Regions from separate parts of the Arabidopsis thaliana genome. Here region 2 is linked to region 1. The links are chromatin contacts, called in public ChIA-PET maps. All regions are on one chromosome and are shown on one strand. The core of a region is the stretch at or near the end of the contact, and the rest is flanking DNA. Distances in the headings are between cores, read along the strand shown.

Region 1 (4,632 bases), core at 945-3,444:
AGATTATGATAGATCATTGGATGAAAAAAAAAAATAGAGTAAAGCCTTGATGGAAAAAATGAGAAGTGGGACCGAGTAAATGTCAACTCAAACTGAAACAAAGAGAATCTCTCAAAATATTAATTATAGTTGAGAGATGAATAAGTCGCCGTCTTCAGACAACGCGGAGAGATCTTTCTTCACCTTTGTTCTCATTATATTATTTTCTCTTCTAATTATTGATATCTAAAAACGATGTGTTTCTAGAAGATCGACAAATTTGTCTATCTATCTATAATAATATATATATTGCATTTCTACCAAACTCTCTTTCTCATCTTTGTTTTTTGAGGTGTTTGTTGAAATGTAAATTTCTATGATTTTTCATTTGTTTTCTTAGTTTTGACCAAACTATTTTGTTGACTATGTTGTTGCTTGGAGAAGAAGGGAAAGAGAGGAGTGTTAATCTTCTAGAATCGTAATATTTTAAGTTGACTCTTTCTAAATAATATTATCGTTTATCAAATTATTTGTAGATAGGCATGATGACATTAGAATTTTAGTTGTTGATCTATTGTTATATATGTTTAGCTTGTTAGTAGTTCATCCCCATAAACTAAAGATTGCAAACCTTAAACCAAAAAAGTTCACAAAACTCCTGATAATCTCCCAAAGTCTCTATTTGGAAGATAGTCATTGCATAGTTCGAAAAAGTGAGGAGGACTACAACAAAAGATAGTCTCTGCATTCATAGGTTTGAACTATTTCTTTATTAAAAAAAAAAAAAAATAGTTAGAAGACAAAAAGTAAAATATAATGGGAAAAACAAATCTTATAATTCATGGGGTTTCCAGAACTTTAGTTCATAATATTTCTTAGTATCCAAAGTTTGATTTTAGGTACTCCAATTTAAAGAATAAGTGAATAATTTCGTAGATAGTATATGTAATCCAAAAGATACTATCACTAGACCATTGTTCCTTTGGTAAAATTGGAAATAGTTTAAAACAAGAAGAATTTCATAGACAATATGTAATTTTAATAACAGTTTGATAGGAAACAATAATTTTCAATTACTATCCATCTATCCTTTTTAGAATCGAGATACAGTAAACCCTCGATAAACTAATAATATTGGAACCGTGAAATTTTATTAATTTATCGATGTATTAATTTATCAATAAATTAATTATAGATATTTTAGGCTAATTTTGTAATTTTAAATACTTTATGTTTTAAAAAAATACTTATGTATAATTATTATTTTTTTAGAACTAATTACAACTAATAAAAAAATATTATGTATAGAAAACAACAAAAAAGATTTTGAATATAGTAAAAATATTAAAAATGAACTTTAGAAATAATGTAAACTAAAAATATATAGCAGAGTCGTATTTCACCAAAATTTTCATTTATAATATATTAAAAAATTTATACAATTATTAGTTTATCGAGTATTAATTTATAGAGGTTTTATGTATGCTGTATATTTAACGAATACATCTTTTAAATCATATATATGAAAGCACGGGATTATGCGGTTTCATCAACACACTCAAAACTTTTACCTATGAGTAAAAATTAACAAACAATATACAGTGCTTAATAAGAAATATATAGTTTTCATCCTTCATAATACAAACTCTCCTATAAAATAATATTTGTAGAAAAGAATAATAATTTTTAAATATATTAAAAAAAAAAAAAAAATAACAAAATCCGGCGGGTAGCGCGGACACTCACCTAGTAAAGCTTAAAACTTAAAGGATATTCCATGGGAATTAATATGTGATGGTTATTTAATTTGATTCCATCAAATAGTTAACAGAATTTAAGCTGTATATTTAATTTCGTAAATGAAAATATGTTATTATTTTTTTACTGAAATCGTGTGATTATTACCAAAACTAGTAGTCAATTTTGACTGGTACAAACCACCACCCTATCCAGCTTGTAACTACTAAAAATGATGAAAACAAAATAGAAGCACACATACAAAATAGCTTTATTATTGTTTCTTTTAAATTCATACTCAAACTCTCAAATTCGAAGAAAATACTAAACAAAATTATTATTTTATCAGAAACTTCTTTTTGGCGTCATTGCATCAGAATCACATGTTTATGGTCCATTGACGTAAAAAGATAACACGTTAGAGAAAGAGGGCAAAAGCTGTCATCGTCTACAATTTTGGAAGCACCCCACCACTGACTAAAAAATCAACTCGTTAATAATTTTCTTAGAAACTACTATCAACAAAGAATAAAATAAGCATGTGTTATAAAATTAGGGTGATTTATTTCAATGTCAATATAAAGCCACCCCAATAGAATGAGTTTTTCTTTGTGTTAAAGGAGTAGCAATAGTAGTAGTAGTAGGTGAATTTGAATTGAAATTAGTAATCTATAAAGTCTTCTTCTTCTTCTATCTCTCCTCGTGACCATTAAAAACCGAGTTATTATATTTATAACATAAAACTTTATATTATAAAGTCTTCTTCTCATTTTCTTTAAAAACCATTCCATCTCTCATTGCAAACCAAACAAGAAGAAGAAAAGAAACACAAAATCAACAACAATGGCGGTGAAGAAGAAAGTTTCATGGAGATCACTAATCGTTGGATGTTTAGGAGATCCAGAAACCCTAATGGCATCTTCAAAGAAACCTAAAAGAAAAAATGACGTCATCAAGAAACAGAGCTCTTTTCAAAGACTATCGATACTTGATATGAGCAATCCAAGTTCCAACACTTTGTCAGAAGATCTATCGATTTCTTTGGCCGGATCAGATCTTCATGTGTTTACCCTAGCGGAGCTTAAAGTCATTACACAAAGCTTTTCATCGACCAATTTTCTAGGTGAAGGTGGGTTTGGTCCTGTTCATAAGGGTTTCATTGATGATAAGCTACGTCCTGGTCTTAAAGCTCAGCCTGTTGCTGTTAAATTGCTTGATCTTGAAGGTCTTCAAGGTCACCGTGAATGGCTGGTTAGTATCTTTTCTAAAAATATTCCTTTTTTTTTAATTGGTCTTTTTTCTTATATTGGATTTAATCTTCTTTTCAGACGGAAGTTATGTTTTTGGGACAATTGAAGCACAAAAATTTGGTGAAATTGATTGGTTATTGTTGTGAGGAAGAACATAGAACTCTTGTTTATGAGTTCATGCCTCGTGGAAGCTTAGAGAATCAACTTTTCAGAAGTAAGGCTCATTCTCTTTCTCTATGTTTTCTTATTCAGATAAATATATTTTTGGAACTAATCTTATGACAAGTGTTTCTAAGCGACTTTGGATTAATCTTTCAGGATACTCTGCCTCGCTTCCATGGTCAACAAGAATGAAGATCGCTCATGGAGCTGCAACAGGACTTCAATTTCTACACGAAGCTGAAAATCCTGTTATCTATCGGGATTTCAAAGCCTCCAATATCTTGTTAGATTCCGTAAGTAACAAAAAATCCAACCCGATTTTTACTCTTAAAGTCTCTACAGTCAAAGTTTTTACAGTCAAATTTCTTACAGCAAAAGCGTTTACAACCGAAATTAACAGTCGTTACCAATCAGCCCTTATTTTCCAATTTATAATTCCTAAAGTTCTAAAGAAGCTCCTATACCAAATCTTGTTTTCAGGATTACACGGCGAAACTCTCTGACTTCGGGTTAGCCAAAGACGGACCAGAAGGAGACGACACTCATGTGTCAACTCGAGTGATGGGCACACAAGGCTACGCAGCTCCTGAATACATCATGACCGGTCATTTAACAGCAAGAAGTGACGTATACAGCTTTGGAGTTGTGTTGCTAGAGCTTTTGACCGGACGGAGATCAGTAGACAAAAAGAGATCATCGAGGGAACAAAACCTTGTGGACTGGGCTCGTCCAATGCTCAATGACCCACGTAAACTATCTCGAATCATGGACCCGAGACTTGAAGGTCAGTACTCAGAGACAGGAGCAAGAAAAGCAGCAACATTGGCTTACCAATGCTTAAGCCATCGACCCAAGAACCGGCCATGTATGAGTGCCGTCGTCTCTATACTCAATGATCTTAAAGACTATAATGATATTCCTATGGGGACTTTCACTTACACGGTGCCAAACACTCCGGACAATAAAGAAGATGATGGTCGTGTTGGTAATAAGCCACGTAAGAGTAGTCATCATCATCATCATCAACAACAACAAAGTAATCATCCCCGGTCGTCTCCATCTCCGACAACCAAGTCTCCATCTCCCACGGCCAAGTCGCCGAGGAATTCAACGGAAAATCACCGGAGAACGTTGAGAAATGGAGTGAATTCGCCGTTGAGAAGTGAGGCAGGTGGGGAACGGTACTAAGTTTTTCTAGTCACACCAACTCTTAAAATTCATTTTTTTTCCTTTAATCTAATGTAAATAATTCATACGTTTGTCTTTTCGTAATGTAAGAATATATAATTATATTTTTTTTTGTGAAAAATTGAGCTTACTTTGTTTTTTTGTAAGTCTTTTTGTTTTGTTTTGTTTTGTTTTGTTTGATCAAATCAAAAGCAAGAACAAGAAGAGCGGTCCAATATGATATTCTTTTGTTTATGAACATTTCGTCGTCTAACGAAAGACGCGTTATTCACCGTTAGCTTTTGTCCTTCGCATCCTAAATGGAAAATGCTAATTA
Region 2 (4,632 bases), core at 1,548-4,047, 40 kb before region 1:
ATTTGGTTATGAGAGCGTAAGAGATATATACATAGCGTTCTCTTCGTTGGTCATTGGATTCGACGAAGCACGTCTCTCCGTTGACATCTTCGAGACGGAATTTGGGAAATCTCTAAAGTAATTGATTCGATTTGAGATTTATGTCAACATTTTGATCAGAGAAGTCGATTGCAGACAAATTACACCGGCCGGAAACATATTTTTATTTTATTTTGTTTGTCTGATATATTGTTAATTAATTATTATGCAAAAACTCCGGTGTTCAAGAAAGCGGTAGTAAGGCTGGGCAAAAAACACCCGAATCGATTATCCGAATCGGAACCGACCCGAAAGTTGGACCCAAAACTGTATCCAAACCGAAGATTTTTCCTATTGGATCCTAAATTCCTTTACCCGAAATCGAGTCCGAATCCGACTCGAATCCGAACTCAAAAATACCTGAATATTTTATTTGAAAAATCTAAATTTCACTAGAAATCTGATATTTTACCCGAAAATCCAGATATTTATCCGAAAAATCTGGGTAATTACCCGAAAATTTGAGTATATGTTCCAAAAAAAGTCTAAAAATTTATACCAAACCGATCCGAATTCAATTAGATCTAAACCAAAACCAAACCGATATTTTAGATTTACCTTTTGATCCTAAACTTCTCTGCCCAAAAGATTCGTACCAGATCGGGTTTTACCCGAACTCGACCAACTTACCCGAATGCCCACTCCTAAGCGGTAGGCTTTAAACCTTTTTTTTCTTCTTTCTCATAAATAGTATTTTTTTTATTCTTCAACAACAAAAGATTTTAGACTTATTATAGAGTTAGCTAAAACAAATACTTTTTCTATTTTTTGCTTAACATCAACTTTTCATTAACCAATTCACAAGTACAAGTCATTCGACCACAACATATTTTAACCAAATACAATGAATCAGTCTACTATCACCTTGAAACACTAAAATGGATTCAACGCTACCCAACCGAAATTCACTGTATTTTCTAACCACAACGAGATGAATTACACCACGACTCTAAGTGAAATCATCTCTTAAACCACGTAAAGGTGAGAAGAGAGAGAGGTCTGCTTGGTAGACTTTAAACTATCGATGTAATAATATAAATATTATAAATATGATATTATAAATAAATAAAATTATTTATAGCAAAATAAAAGTATCAAATCTTTTTTTTTTCCGATAAAAGTATTTTTCTTTATTGATATAATCCAACCACTATTACACGTGATACTAAAAACAAACTCAGCACAAATACATCATCTCATTAGCAGCAAGGACACGTGGATATGTGATCCTTATCTCTTACGCCAAAGTTTGTGTTATCGGTATCTCAACAGTACCACCGTCGTTTCAAGTAAACCATCGATCCTCCATGACAGCTTCATCACTCCTGTGAATCTGCCATTTTGCTCTACAAAATCTCTACTATAAATGGTGCTCCACTTCAGATATAACAAACTAACCAATGATCGAATCCTAAGAAGAACCTAGAAATGAAAACTTTCACAAGTTGTAGTTTAATCTAAATTCTTCAAGAACAACAACGATCTTTACAAAGAGAAATCAAAATCTCTATTGATATAAAATTCTTTCCAGATATGCCTAATTGAGATTTCAAATCAAAGGATTGAGAACACCGATTTGGGTTGAAACAGACTCTACTAGTTGATTAAAACAAAAAAAAACAGAGATTAGACTTGAAAACAAAATTCAGCCCTTCAAAACCAAGTAACCTTGAGAAGCGGGAGGAGAAGGAAATCCCAAAAAGATATCGGTACTAAGAACAATGATTATTGAAAGAAAACATAAATACGGCACCAAAGTAAGCCATATACACCTGAACCAAAGTCGGATTCTAATGGAAATTAAATCCGGATAAAATAAATACGGTAATGGAACACCGTAACGAAAGCCGAATTCCTCGGACGGCTAGACTAACGGCACAACCGGACCTTATCCGGATACTAAAACCAGCAAACCTACCGGACGGCGAGATAAAAGAAGGAAAACTCTCTTTGAATAATTTTAGAGAGAGAAGAGAGAGAAGTAAAGAAAATATCAAATCATAAACATTAATTTGCAAAAAAACATTTGTTTAATTTATATCAAAATATATATTGTGTTAAGACTTATAATTTAAATTTATATAGTTATAAATGGAAAAAATACAATGAAATAAAACTTACATAATTTTAGGTGGTCGAAACGGTTGTCTACGCAACCCCTTAAACTGTTTTTTATAATTATCTTCAAACATAATTTCTTACAATTATCTTTTTCTATTTTCAAATTTTTTCAATGAAAATTTTGTTTTCCATGCGCCAAAATCTAAGGTTGTTAAAATTGACATGTGTCATGATCTCGTGAGTTACTATAATTTTCAAAACCGTATTTTATATAATAAGATACTATTACATAATCTATAGCAAAAAATATTAGAAAAATGTGAAAATTATCAATTTTTTTGAAAAACAATTTAAGTTTAACATTTTAGTAAAATAAAATAAAATAATAAAAAGTATAGTTGTTTTTAAACACAATTTTAATTATATTTTAAAAAATTTCAAAAATAATAAGATACATTTAGATTCGCTTATCTCATCTATCCCGCCTAAACGCGCCTAAATACCGTCTAATCCGTTTTATGTCTGCATTGTCCGCCAAATCTACTTCACCGCTTAATGGATCCGATTTTTTAAAAAATAAAACGGTACAGGAGCGCCTAGCGTCTTGACGGACACCTAGTCCGCTTTTAAAGAGTTACTTCACTCTGTGAATCAAAACAGAGACCTTGAGCCCAAACATATGACTGAAAACAGTTGTCTTGTATAGACTCTGAAATCGTGAAATGGTACAAAGACTCTTAATCATTTAGCGGGTTTAACTATTAAAAGCCTCTAGCTCCTCTAGAAGGTTCTATTGTTCCTTCCTTGGTAAACGTTTCAGTTTCACACACTCTCATCTGAAAAAAAAAAATACAGATGAGATTGACCAAAACAAGCCCTAGCTTAAGCTCAATCTCCGCCGCCGATATTCTCACGCCGGTATGATTCGAACAACATTCGCGACCGCCATCGCTCATTTCCACACGCATTCTCATGGAGGAGCTCAAGCTCGTCCTCTACAGAACAACACACGAGAAGTAATCCATTGTCCTGAAGCTTGGTTAGTCAAAATCGTATCTACTTTGTTCGTGTACAGAGTTCCAGATTCAGATCTCTGTTTCTGTTACTTAAGCAAGAATCTAAATCCGTTTATCTCCTTTGAGGTTGTGAAGAAATTGGATAACAATCCTCACATAGGGTTTCGATTTTGGGAGTTTAGTAGATTCAAATTGAACATTCGTCATTCGTTTTGGACTTATAATTTGCTAACGAGATCTCTTTGTAAAGCCGGTTTGCACGATTTAGCCGGTCAGATGTTTGAGTGTATGAAGAGCGATGGGGTTTCTCCGAATAATCGGTTATTAGGGTTCTTAGTGTCTTCGTTTGCTGAGAAAGGTAAGCTCCATTTCGCTACTGCGTTGCTTCTTCAGTCTTTTGAGGTTGAAGGATGTTGTATGGTGGTGAATAGTTTGTTGAATACTTTGGTGAAGTTGGATCGTGTGGAAGATGCGATGAAGCTTTTTGATGAACATTTGAGATTTCAGTCTTGTAATGATACAAAGACGTTTAACATTTTGATTCGAGGTTTGTGCGGCGTAGGGAAAGCGGAGAAAGCGTTAGAGCTTTTGGGTGTGATGAGTGGTTTTGGTTGTGAGCCTGACATTGTTACGTATAATACTCTTATTCAGGGGTTTTGCAAGAGTAATGAGTTGAACAAAGCGAGTGAGATGTTTAAAGATGTTAAGTCGGGTAGTGTTTGCTCTCCTGATGTTGTTACATATACTTCGATGATCTCAGGGTACTGCAAAGCTGGGAAGATGCGTGAAGCGTCGAGTTTGTTAGATGATATGCTTCGTTTGGGGATATATCCAACTAATGTGACTTTTAATGTCCTCGTTGATGGTTATGCGAAAGCTGGTGAGATGCTTACTGCTGAAGAAATTCGTGGGAAAATGATTTCTTTTGGCTGTTTCCCGGATGTAGTGACGTTTACTTCCTTAATTGATGGATATTGTAGAGTAGGACAAGTGAGCCAAGGTTTTAGGCTTTGGGAAGAAATGAATGCCAGAGGAATGTTTCCTAATGCATTTACCTATTCTATTCTTATCAATGCGCTCTGTAACGAGAATAGGCTGCTCAAGGCTCGTGAACTTCTGGGGCAGTTAGCTAGTAAGGACATTATTCCACAACCATTTATGTACAACCCTGTCATTGATGGGTTTTGTAAAGCTGGAAAGGTCAATGAGGCAAATGTTATTGTGGAAGAGATGGAGAAGAAGAAATGCAAACCAGATAAGATCACATTTACGATTCTTATAATCGGGCATTGCATGAAAGGAAGGATGTTTGAAGCAGTTAGCATTTTCCACAAAATGGTTGCGATAGGTTGTTCACCGGATAAGATTACTGTGAGTTCTTTGTTATCTTGTCTTCTTAAGGCTGGTATGGCTAAGGAGGCCTATCACTTAAACCAGATAGCACGTAAAGGCCAAAGTAATAACGTGGTACCTCTAG

What was found. ChIA-PET counts read pairs in DNA pulled down with a chosen protein or histone mark.
Region 2: a contact with region 1 is called in an H3K4me3 ChIA-PET map of shoot, with 12 read pairs. The contact joins the promoter of AT2G06000 here to the promoter of RIPK in region 1. A contact is called at or near these places in 2 of 26 Hi-C or Micro-C datasets (root and shoot) and 1 of 2 datasets of contacts at active chromatin or transcription factors (shoot).

What each region holds. Positions count from the first base shown.
Region 1 is chr2:2,287,198-2,291,829 of TAIR10.1, reverse strand. It overlaps RIPK (Protein kinase superfamily protein), which reads left to right and starts at 2,194. Exons shown (of 4, transcript NM_126607.3): 1 at 2,194-2,967; 2 at 3,045-3,180; 3 at 3,285-3,421; 4 at 3,609-4,592. The coding sequence starts at 2,560. The coding sequence ends at 4,316.
Region 2 is chr2:2,328,038-2,332,669 of TAIR10.1, reverse strand. AT2G06000 (Pentatricopeptide repeat (PPR) superfamily protein) reads left to right here and starts at 2,797. Exons shown (of 2, transcript NM_201700.3): 1 at 2,797-4,632. The coding sequence starts at 3,060. FIP1 (FRIGIDA interacting protein 1) reads right to left here and starts at 353. Exons shown (of 14, transcript NM_001335289.1): 1 at 32-353. It also overlaps AT2G06002.